Linked DNA regions of Mus musculus: regions 2 and 3 are each linked to region 1. The links are chromatin contacts, called in public HiChIP or PLAC-seq and capture Hi-C maps. All regions are on one chromosome and are shown on one strand. Each heading gives the region's core, a stretch centred on a gene start, on an enhancer-like site or on the middle of the called end of the contact. The rest is flanking DNA. Distances are from core to core; before and after follow the strand shown.

The links. HiChIP or PLAC-seq counts read pairs in DNA pulled down with a chosen protein or histone mark. Capture Hi-C pulls out chosen DNA fragments and counts their contacts.
Region 2: a contact with region 1 is called in a capture Hi-C map of embryonic stem cells, with 13 times the contacts expected there. The contact joins two enhancer-like sites. A contact is called at or near these places in 5 of 39 promoter capture datasets (the HPC-7 cell line, cranial neural crest, frontonasal cranial neural crest and 2 more), 3 of 484 Hi-C or Micro-C datasets (embryonic stem cells, pre-B cells and pro-B cells), 1 of 115 datasets of contacts at active chromatin or transcription factors (embryonic stem cells) and 1 of 9 other capture datasets (embryonic stem cells).
Region 3: a contact with region 1 is called in an H3K4me3 HiChIP or PLAC-seq map of stem cell-derived neural progenitor cells, with 6 times the contacts expected there. The contact joins the promoter of Cir1 here to the enhancer-like site in region 1. A contact is called at or near these places in 5 of 39 promoter capture datasets (cranial neural crest, frontonasal cranial neural crest, maxillary cranial neural crest and 2 more) and 10 of 115 datasets of contacts at active chromatin or transcription factors (embryonic forebrain, embryonic hindbrain, embryonic limb bud and 4 more).

Annotation. Positions count from the first base shown.
Region 1 is chr2:72,234,065-72,236,947 of GRCm38.p6, reverse strand. It overlaps Rapgef4 (Rap guanine nucleotide exchange factor (GEF) 4), which reads right to left. Exons shown (of 31, transcript NM_001204165.1): 24 at 2,746-2,871; 25 at 2,162-2,340. Among named protein-coding and RNA genes, the nearest start is that of Map3k20, 50 kb to the left of the region's middle. Within about 2 kb of position 1,532, at least 65 of the 459 cell types and tissues checked have an H3K27ac peak or open chromatin away from gene starts, as enhancers often do. A contact at or near this core is called in stem cell-derived neural progenitor cells, where this site is marked.
Region 2 is chr2:73,427,858-73,430,740 of GRCm38.p6, reverse strand. Wipf1 (WAS/WASL interacting protein family, member 1) reads left to right here. Exons shown (of 8, transcript NM_153138.4): 8 at 1-1,131. It overlaps Gm13707 (a long non-coding RNA gene), which reads right to left. Exons shown (of 9, transcript XR_866430.3): 9 at 1-1,819. Among named protein-coding and RNA genes, the nearest start is that of Gm13707, 42 kb to the right of the region's middle. Within about 2 kb of position 1,455, at least 72 of the 459 cell types and tissues checked have an H3K27ac peak or open chromatin away from gene starts, as enhancers often do.
Region 3 is chr2:73,311,162-73,314,044 of GRCm38.p6, reverse strand. It overlaps Cir1 (corepressor interacting with RBPJ, 1), which reads left to right and starts at 1,453. Exons shown (of 10, transcript NM_025854.3): 1 at 1,453-1,628. The coding sequence starts at 1,557. It overlaps Scrn3 (secernin 3), which reads right to left and starts at 1,393. Exons shown (of 8, transcript NM_029022.1): 1 at 1,332-1,393.

The sequences.
Region 1 (2,883 bases), core at 283-2,782:
ATTGTTTGAAAATATTAAAATCATGTTCTACAAAATAAAAGTAAATAAATAATGTTTGAACAAAACATTTTTGCAGAAGGCTCATTGAATGGTTGCTTTGGCTGCTCATATTCAACTCAAAAAGTAGCCACGAGCCGTTCTTCATAGGTCGTGGCGGTGGGGAAATGCACTTTAGAGGAGTTATGGTGGATCGGCTCACACACGAGAAAGCAAGCAAGGATGTCACAATGCTAGGGTAGTGGCTCCCAGAACAAGGGCCGGCATCTCCACCTGCATCACTGGCCTTTGCCTTGTGTGGGTGACTTGGAGATAATAAATCCAGAGCGGCAGACCTGCTCCATTTGCAGCTTTGCTTATCATTCAAGGCAAGCCAGGAGATGACTTCCTGTCTCGGTTTTTTCTCCTGTGAATACAGGACTAAAGCACCTACCCCAGCTTTGCCTCTTTAATTTTGCTAAGCTCCAGACTGGGCCAAGAACTTAAAAGAAAATGCTGCAGCTTTTCTAAAGACAGCAAGCAAAACAGATGCTATTGTCTACCTCAGTGGCTCTCAACCTTCCTAATGCTGTGACCCTTTAATACAGTTCCTCACGTTGTGGGGACCTCCGACCATAACGTTATTCTGTTGCTACTTCACAACAATCATTGTATGAATTGTAATGTAAATATCTGATACGCAAGATTCCTGATATGTGACCCCCAAACGGATCGAGACCCAAAGGCTGAAAACCACTGGTCTAGAGGCTTCTGTCTATTCCTGTAGACTCAGGGTTAGGAAAGCCTAGAGTCTGTACTAACTGGGTTGAGTGAACAGGTTCATGGCGGGACAGCAGCCTCAGCACAGGGCTGAATATGGCTAAATAGTCAGCTGATTTGCAGGAAAGGCCAAGTCTACCTGTATAATACAGAGAGTCAGGAAGATAGGGGATACATTACAAAGGCAGAAACAAACAAACAAAACAAACTCCTGGGTGTTTTGAGAGCCTTTTCTGTGTTGCCTGCTCTGTTGTAAACTGACAGGCAGGTCCTCTCTTCCTTCCTGCTGCACTTGGCACCAGCAGGCTAAGGTGAAGAGAGAACAAGCTCTCTATGATGGGAAAGCTCACCCTGTCATAGTTTCCATAAGCCACTCATTCCAAACACATGAAGGCATCTGCTCACTGCACAGAGGCCGCCTGACCGCGCCGCTAGGGAAAGTGGCCGCACCAAACCTGTCTTCAAACAGCCAGCTTTCCCAAAAGGCAAGGCAAGCAGCTCCTGGATTCAAAGGATCTGGTATTCTATTGTCTCCTCGAAATCTGGCAAAACAACTCAAGGCATTTGGCAAGCTGGCTTCTATAAAACACCAAGCCGCTTTCCCTTCTTTGTTTAGCTCTGGAAATCAAGAGAGTGTGTGGGATCTGAACTGTTTGGCTCAAGAAAACGCCTGGCTGGGGTCGCTCATTCTCCTAACCTCCCCGAGCTCGGGCTCTGCATTTAGAAAGGGAAGGAGTCTCGCAGCACAAGCCACATTTAGCTTTTTTATTTTTAGCACTGTGGTGATACCAAAAACATGGAAGTAAACAGGAGGTTGTCAAGCATATCTAAATAGCAGGAGAAGATTAAATTCATGTCAGGGAGAAACCTAACTGGCCCCTGCAGTAAATAAATTGTTTCCCAAGAAGTGCTTTTAAATAGAATATTTATAAGATGTTTGCTTTCTCTGATGTGCATGGAGATGATTTCCTAGTGCCAGGTTAGCTGGCCTGTATGCGTTTTACTGATTTTATTCTGCCTGAGCTGTGAGCTGTTGTTCCAGCATGTTCTACTGCCCTCTACTGGTGAGAACGTGTTATGTGCCACATCGGCTTCCAGAGCCTTGCAACCAAAGTTTCTAAAGGAACTTTTGTTGACTTCAATAGCATTCTTCAAAGGGGGGTGGGGGTGGGGGAAATCTGAAGAGTTCAGAGCAAAACACACCCCCCCCTTTGACTCCAGCATCAGTACTACAAGATGTTAATTTATATATTGATGTTAACTATTAAAAAGCTAGAAGACATTCTTCTCTTTCAAGAATTCAACTGCTGGTTGTTCTTACACCCGTTTCTCTTTGTAAGGTGTTTTCCATGAGAACAGAGTTCAGGGACATTTTTATTCTTTCTCCAAAGTTAAAGACACTTACTGAGCCGCTATCTTGATAAATTTTTTCAAAAGCTGAACACGTTTGCTGAGCTGGGAACAAAGGCAGACCTCAGTGACAACCCAAAACTGAATTTCATTAAACCTCCTCAGGAACAAATCCAAGTTTGCCGTGGTCTTTTTAAAATTATGCCTTCCAAATGTGTGGTAGATTAGCTCCAGCTAGAACAGAAAGGAAAACAATTTTACTTATTTGTTGGCTTTTAAATCAAAACGCCAGCCTGGCTCCTCCGTTTGTCAGGAAAGTGTTCTATCAAGCAGCAGATGTGAATTCAATCGCTAACCCGGATGTACCTTGTCATATAGATTTGAAGGGCTTTCATGAAGCTTGTGGAATATATAAATATAAACTAGGTGTTATTGGCTTAATAGACTCTGGAAGACATAGCATAGCATCACAGAGATTTTTTTTTTCTTTAATACTTACGGGTTTTATAAGCTCAGCATGCACAAAACCCATCATGTGGTTTCCATATGGTAGCACACGGAAACATGAGTGGCGTCAGGCCAGCAGGCTTCACTCAGAATCCTATGGAGCCCATGGACGCTCCTTGCTGGGCGTCTTACCTCATGCACACAGTTGAAGAGTTCCCAATCGTAGGTTGTCATCTGGTACGCCAGGTCTTTCGAGCTCATCAGCTCAAATGTTCCCACTGTCCCAGTGGTCGGGCCTTCCTGTTCCGGCAAGGGAGTCTGGGAAAGATT
Region 2 (2,883 bases), core at 206-2,705, 1.2 Mb before region 1:
GATTTGAATATATTGTATTTTTATAACTTTCCTTGCCAAAGCCCAGACCTAGTTCTTTAGAGAGTAGTTTTCCTCCCTTCTCCTCCACCATTTGTCGGTCTTCCATGAGAACAAAGAAATAAAAGGGTTAACAAGCTTGACAATTTTTTTATTCCTAACATTTTAAAATGTATTTCGAATTCTTTGATCTGATATTCACTAGGATAAACATCCTTTTCATAGACGCTCAATGACCTACTTTACTGAAAGTCGAATTGGTCCTTCCTTGTGCTGTGTATGGAAGAGAAAGGTTGGACTCAAAGATTGTGGGTCTCAGTTTTTTAAGGGATAGTGAAAATTGGACAAGTTCTGGTAAATAAATCTCAGTTTTCAGGTACATTTCTAAGTCAGGGACGGGTCACAGCTCAAAGTTGCCATTCATAATAAAGAAGGTTTAGAATGCATTTTGCAAAGAATGTTTCATTAATACACCTACATCCTATCTTTGGAAGTCAGTGACCCAATTGCATTTAAAACTCTTGAGAAGTTCTGGGTTTAGCTTAACCTATGGTAAATCATTTAAAAAAAAAAAGTCTATTTTCTTCCCTGAAATCAAAGCTTACATGTATGTTTTTCCATAATATTTCCAGTTATGTGTATTTAAGATGCAATGCAGTATTTTAACATTTGCAAATCATTTTATATGGAAATATATTGCAGTATTAAAATTCAGTGTTCTGTGTCTATTTCACTATGCATTTTATTTACTGAAAGCTGAGAAAATATTTAACCCAATGGTGCCTTACTGGTGATCTGAAAAGAATTGACTTGTTATGTCTAAGTAGTGGATTTGTTGCATATTTGTAAAAACTGTTAGGCCTTTATATTTTAACTTGTAATATCGATTTTGTTATTTTAGTACCAGAAACAGGGTGATTATTGAAGTCTCCTCAAACTTTTGGTATGAAATTTAACTTTCCCTGTTCATAGGCAGGAGCTGTAGAGGAATTTTTTCATACCACTGCACTGTGTAAACAGACACAGACATCTGTGTCATCAGGGTAGTTAAATGGTAGGGTAGAATCTACCATAGACACCTGCATGTTTGTAAATTATCCAGACAATGAATAAAAAGCAGAATGATACAGTGTCGACTTGTGGCTTTCTTGTCTGTGTACGTATAAACAAAAAAGTTAATGTCTGCCTCCTGTTTTATTCTGTGGTAGTAAAGACAAACTCAAAAACAACAACAACAAAACCCTTTTAAGGACATAAATATTCATTATTCATCACACCTCAGGATCGCTCGGTGCTTGTCTTTAACTGAGACTGCATCTTAGTAAAATGGATCCTGGAAGCGATGGAAGAGGGAGAGACAGATCTGGGAGAGCCTCTGGGAGCTCAGGAATGCTGAGAGCTTCCTGAGTCATCTGTGGTGCACGTGTGCCTTGCATGCGCACGCCTCCGCACAGCACAGCAGATGAGCACATAAGACCTGGCCTCATCTCTTTGTTCAAAGTCATTTCTCTAACCCTGTGCTGTGTGTGTACAGAGTGAGGAATCGTCTAACAACATCAACACGTGTTAGACAGGGTGAAGCACTCGGCTGACTTTCCAGAGCAAGGAAGCCGTGTGCAGCAGGAGGCGAGCATGAATGCAGCGACCCCAAATTTAATGGAAGGCAATCAGCTCGTAAGGGATTGGCTTTTATAGGACGCGAGCACCAGCAGGGAACCAACTCCATCATCCTCCGTCATCACTCTACACCCGCGGCTGGAGGATGTGGTTGGTCCATCGTGGCACAGGAAGCACCGCAGGCTGGTTACATTGTATCTGCAGTCTGGAAGCACAGAGAACAGATCCTGGTTCTCAGCTTGCTTTCTCCTTCCTATTCAGTCTGGGAAGCCCAGACCTTGGGATGGTAGGGTAGATCTTCCCACCTTAATCAAAACTATCTAGAAACTTGACAGCCATGCCCTGAGGTTTGTCTCTAGGCAATCCAGGTCCTGTAGACACGTTTAGTCGTCACTCTCATGTTACCAGTCAATTATGTCCAATCTGAACTCACAGAGATTAAGAGTCAAAAAGAACCTTCTAGATCGGGCAGCCCTAAAGCTCACATCTGCAGTGGGATACTTCAGGGTGGAAAGCGATGGTAAGCTTCCATGGCCCAGCAGGTAGCCACTGAGGCTACCCCAGCAAACTAGGCCATGTGTCCTCCCTTCTTAGAAGTCATTCAGTCCTGTCACTGTCATCTCTCAGAGGGGCAATTTAACATCCATCAAATGGCATGCTACAAACATGTAGACACACCGTGCAGTGGTGAAAGTCCTCCCTGCCCTGTTCCTGTTCCTGTTGCAAAGGAAAGCCACCCAATCGAGAGTCCACAGAGTCAGGATGCTCTGTGCATACACAAACACACATGCACATACTCCATACACAATTACGCATATACATGTACACAGATACCATATACAAATGCATGTGCACACACATACATATATACACACACTCCACACACACACATACTACATATACACATGTACATACACCATATACAAATGTGTACGTGCATACACACACATGCACACACACATACTATACACACATACCATATACAACCATACATGCACGCACACATACACACATGTACAAACACACCACACCATACACAAATGTGTATATGTACACACACATGCACACACTCCACACACACACCATACATATATACCATATACAAACATACATGCACATACACACACACACACACACATACATGTGCTCACACACATGTACATACACACCATACACAAACACACACACACAGGTTTGGATACTGACTTGGGCGCTTCCTCTGTGAGGCCATGGATGGGTTATTGAAGCCCTCTGCACTGCCTTCGTCCA
Region 3 (2,883 bases), core at 204-2,703, 1.1 Mb before region 1:
GGGAAGCAGAGGCAGATCTCTGAGTTCCAGACCACCCTGGCCTACAGAGTGAGTTCCAGGACACCCAGAGCTACACAGAGAAACCCTGAAAAAAAACAAACAGGAAGAACCAATTCTTAGCATAGTTTTATATGGGAGCATCCTAAATATTTTAAAACAAAATAAAAAATATAAATACAATAAATGTTTTATTGAAAGGAAAGCAAAGCAGGATATGATAGCCCACCTGCAATCTCAGGACTCGGCAGGATGAGCTAGAGTTTAAAGCTAGCCTATGTCTCAAAATGACTCAAGAAACAAGTTCACCATGGAACAAGTAAAGGGTCTTCTCCATCTCAAAGATGGGAAGACGTACCAGTTTTTCTTTTGTGTCGCCCCTCTAAATTTCTTGATCTCCTGCTTACTGTGCTCCAAAGTTAGCTACTCCAACACATAATTTAGGCAGGCTATTAATTCTCCTTTTTTCCAGGCCCGTCAGTATTAAAATAAATAAGTAAATAATTATTAAAACACCACCTAGAAGGTGAAAACCCAGCTTGGTGGTGCATGCCTGTAATTGAAGATTGAGCGTTACGTGGACCGCGCCACGAATAACACAAGATAAAAAAACAAAAAACTGGCACACAGCCAACACCCAAATGAAAGCTGACATCCGTTGTACCTTGGCATTCTTATCCTCACCAGACTAAGTGACTATCCTCAGTGGACTAAGCCTTGCTTACCCGAAACTGGGATGGCGGCAACAGCTAAGAAACCCGCACCCAGGGAGAAAGTCGTTGGCCCTAACATGTTCTCATCATTCACGATGTTTGCTGAGCAAACTTCTGCATGGCTAGAAATAACGGAAGGGAGCTGGGTGTAGTGGCGCAGGCCTTTAATCCCAGGCCTGGGAAGGCAAAGGCAGACGGATCTGTTAGTTCAAGGGCAACCAATGCTACATGGCGAGGTATACATAATGATAATAATAATAATAATAATATTATTATTATTATTATAATTATTATTAAACCTTAACAGTAATTGGAAAGGAAGAGCCTAGGTTCTTGAGCTTCTAACAGTCTATTCCCGTGCTTTTGGTAACACCAATCTTCCGAGGCTCACAAACGTCCTACAGTTGCCGGGAGACAACTTAATCTACATGGGAACTGCGCGGCAAAAGAAAATTTTTTTGCAACTGGAGTCGGCGTTGCCAGAAAGTGCTGGGCTCGAACCTCGAGACCTCGCTTGTTCGGGCTGACCGCGCTCGGATCGAAGCTGACGCAGCAGAGCCCGCCGCCGCTCGCGACCCCGCAGAGAGCGAGCATCGCGCACAGGGGGTTCCCCAAGCTTACCTCTGCTGCGCACGCGCGGACGCCGCCAAAGCCGCGGCAGCCACCAGAAGCGACTGCCGGAAGAGAGCAAGAGGGGCGGTGCCAAGCGTCAAACCACGGAAGTAGTCATCCTCCCGACCTCGGAAGTTCTCGCCCAAACTTGCCTAGCAGTTCCGGTGAAGCTCCGGGAGTTTGTTTACGTTCCGAGAAGACCTAGCGGTTGGCTTCTCCGACTCAGACGCCAAGATGGGGAAGTCATTCGCCAATTTCATGTGTAAGAAGGACTTCCATCCTGCGTCCAAATCCAACATCAAGAAGGTGAGTAAAGGCATCCGGAGAGGGCAGAGATTGCTAAGCTCCCTGGGAGGGTCGTATCCTCCTCACGGCTGGAGTCGTCGATCTTTCCCCCTTGCAGGAATGATCCCCCAAGTCCCGCCTGTCAGTCAGTGGGGAGACCCACGCATGGTTTGATAACACTGTCCGTTCAGGATCCGTCTCCTACAGCCCCAAGCCGGTGAACTCTGCTCTGGGTCGAGACTCCTGCTTAACGGAGATCTTCTGGCAGAAATCCTCCCTCTGCTCACTCTCCATCCCGTAGTGTGTTTCTGATGGCTGCGTTCAAGTTGAGCGTTTTAAACAATCACAGGGCAACCAGTTGCTGGACACAGAAGGGCCGTGGCGAGAATTACAGCGCCAAAGAATGGCGACGGGAGAGTGCTTGGGCTTTGGATTCTTAGTTCAGTACAGTTACATGTAGCCCTGAGGCCTCGCACAAAATAGTCAATGATGTGAGCATTAGCCTCGTACACTGTTGATCAAGAATTATCAGTGTCAGTTGCCCTAGTTTGTAAAAATTTTAGGGAGATTAGATGAGATAGTATGGCCAATGACTAGAAACTCGAAATGAAGGCTTAGCACTGTGTGTTAAGAAAAGTACTCAAGTACTCAAAAGTACACAAACTTATGAGAATATATTTCGCTTTTGTTTCCAAACCAGTTGTGGGTCCTGTATATTACCATACATCTAAAGAATGTATATATTAGCATGCATGTACATTAGGATATCTGTGGAAGAAAGTGCAAGAAATGCTAACACTGGTTATCTGCAAATATAGTTACTTAGGTTTTTAAGTCCCTTGGGAGTGGGGAGGGCTTGCCAGATCTCAGCCTTACTCCTTGACCCCAAAAGTCTTGTTCTGTTTATTTTGTAGTACTCCTAATCCCCACGAGTGTATTTCTTTATGTGTTTCATAGCCTCTATTTGAGGTGGGATCTCCTGCAGTCTAAGCTGGCTTCAAACTTGCTGTCTAGGGAGGATAGCCCTGAACTCCTTGTCCTTCTGCCTCCAACCCCCTGCCCCCACCCCCAACCCCCACCCCCGCATGCTGGGATTACAGGTGGAAGCCACTGCAATCAACTACCACTTCTCCTAGGTCATAAAGTAGTTTATAATATGCAGGAGAAGCATTGTGAGCACTTTGACAATGGAGCTGCATCTTATTTTTAATTCAGTTACTGGAATTGAGTCTTGAGCAGTCGAGACTAATGAAAATAACTGTACAGTCTAAAGCTT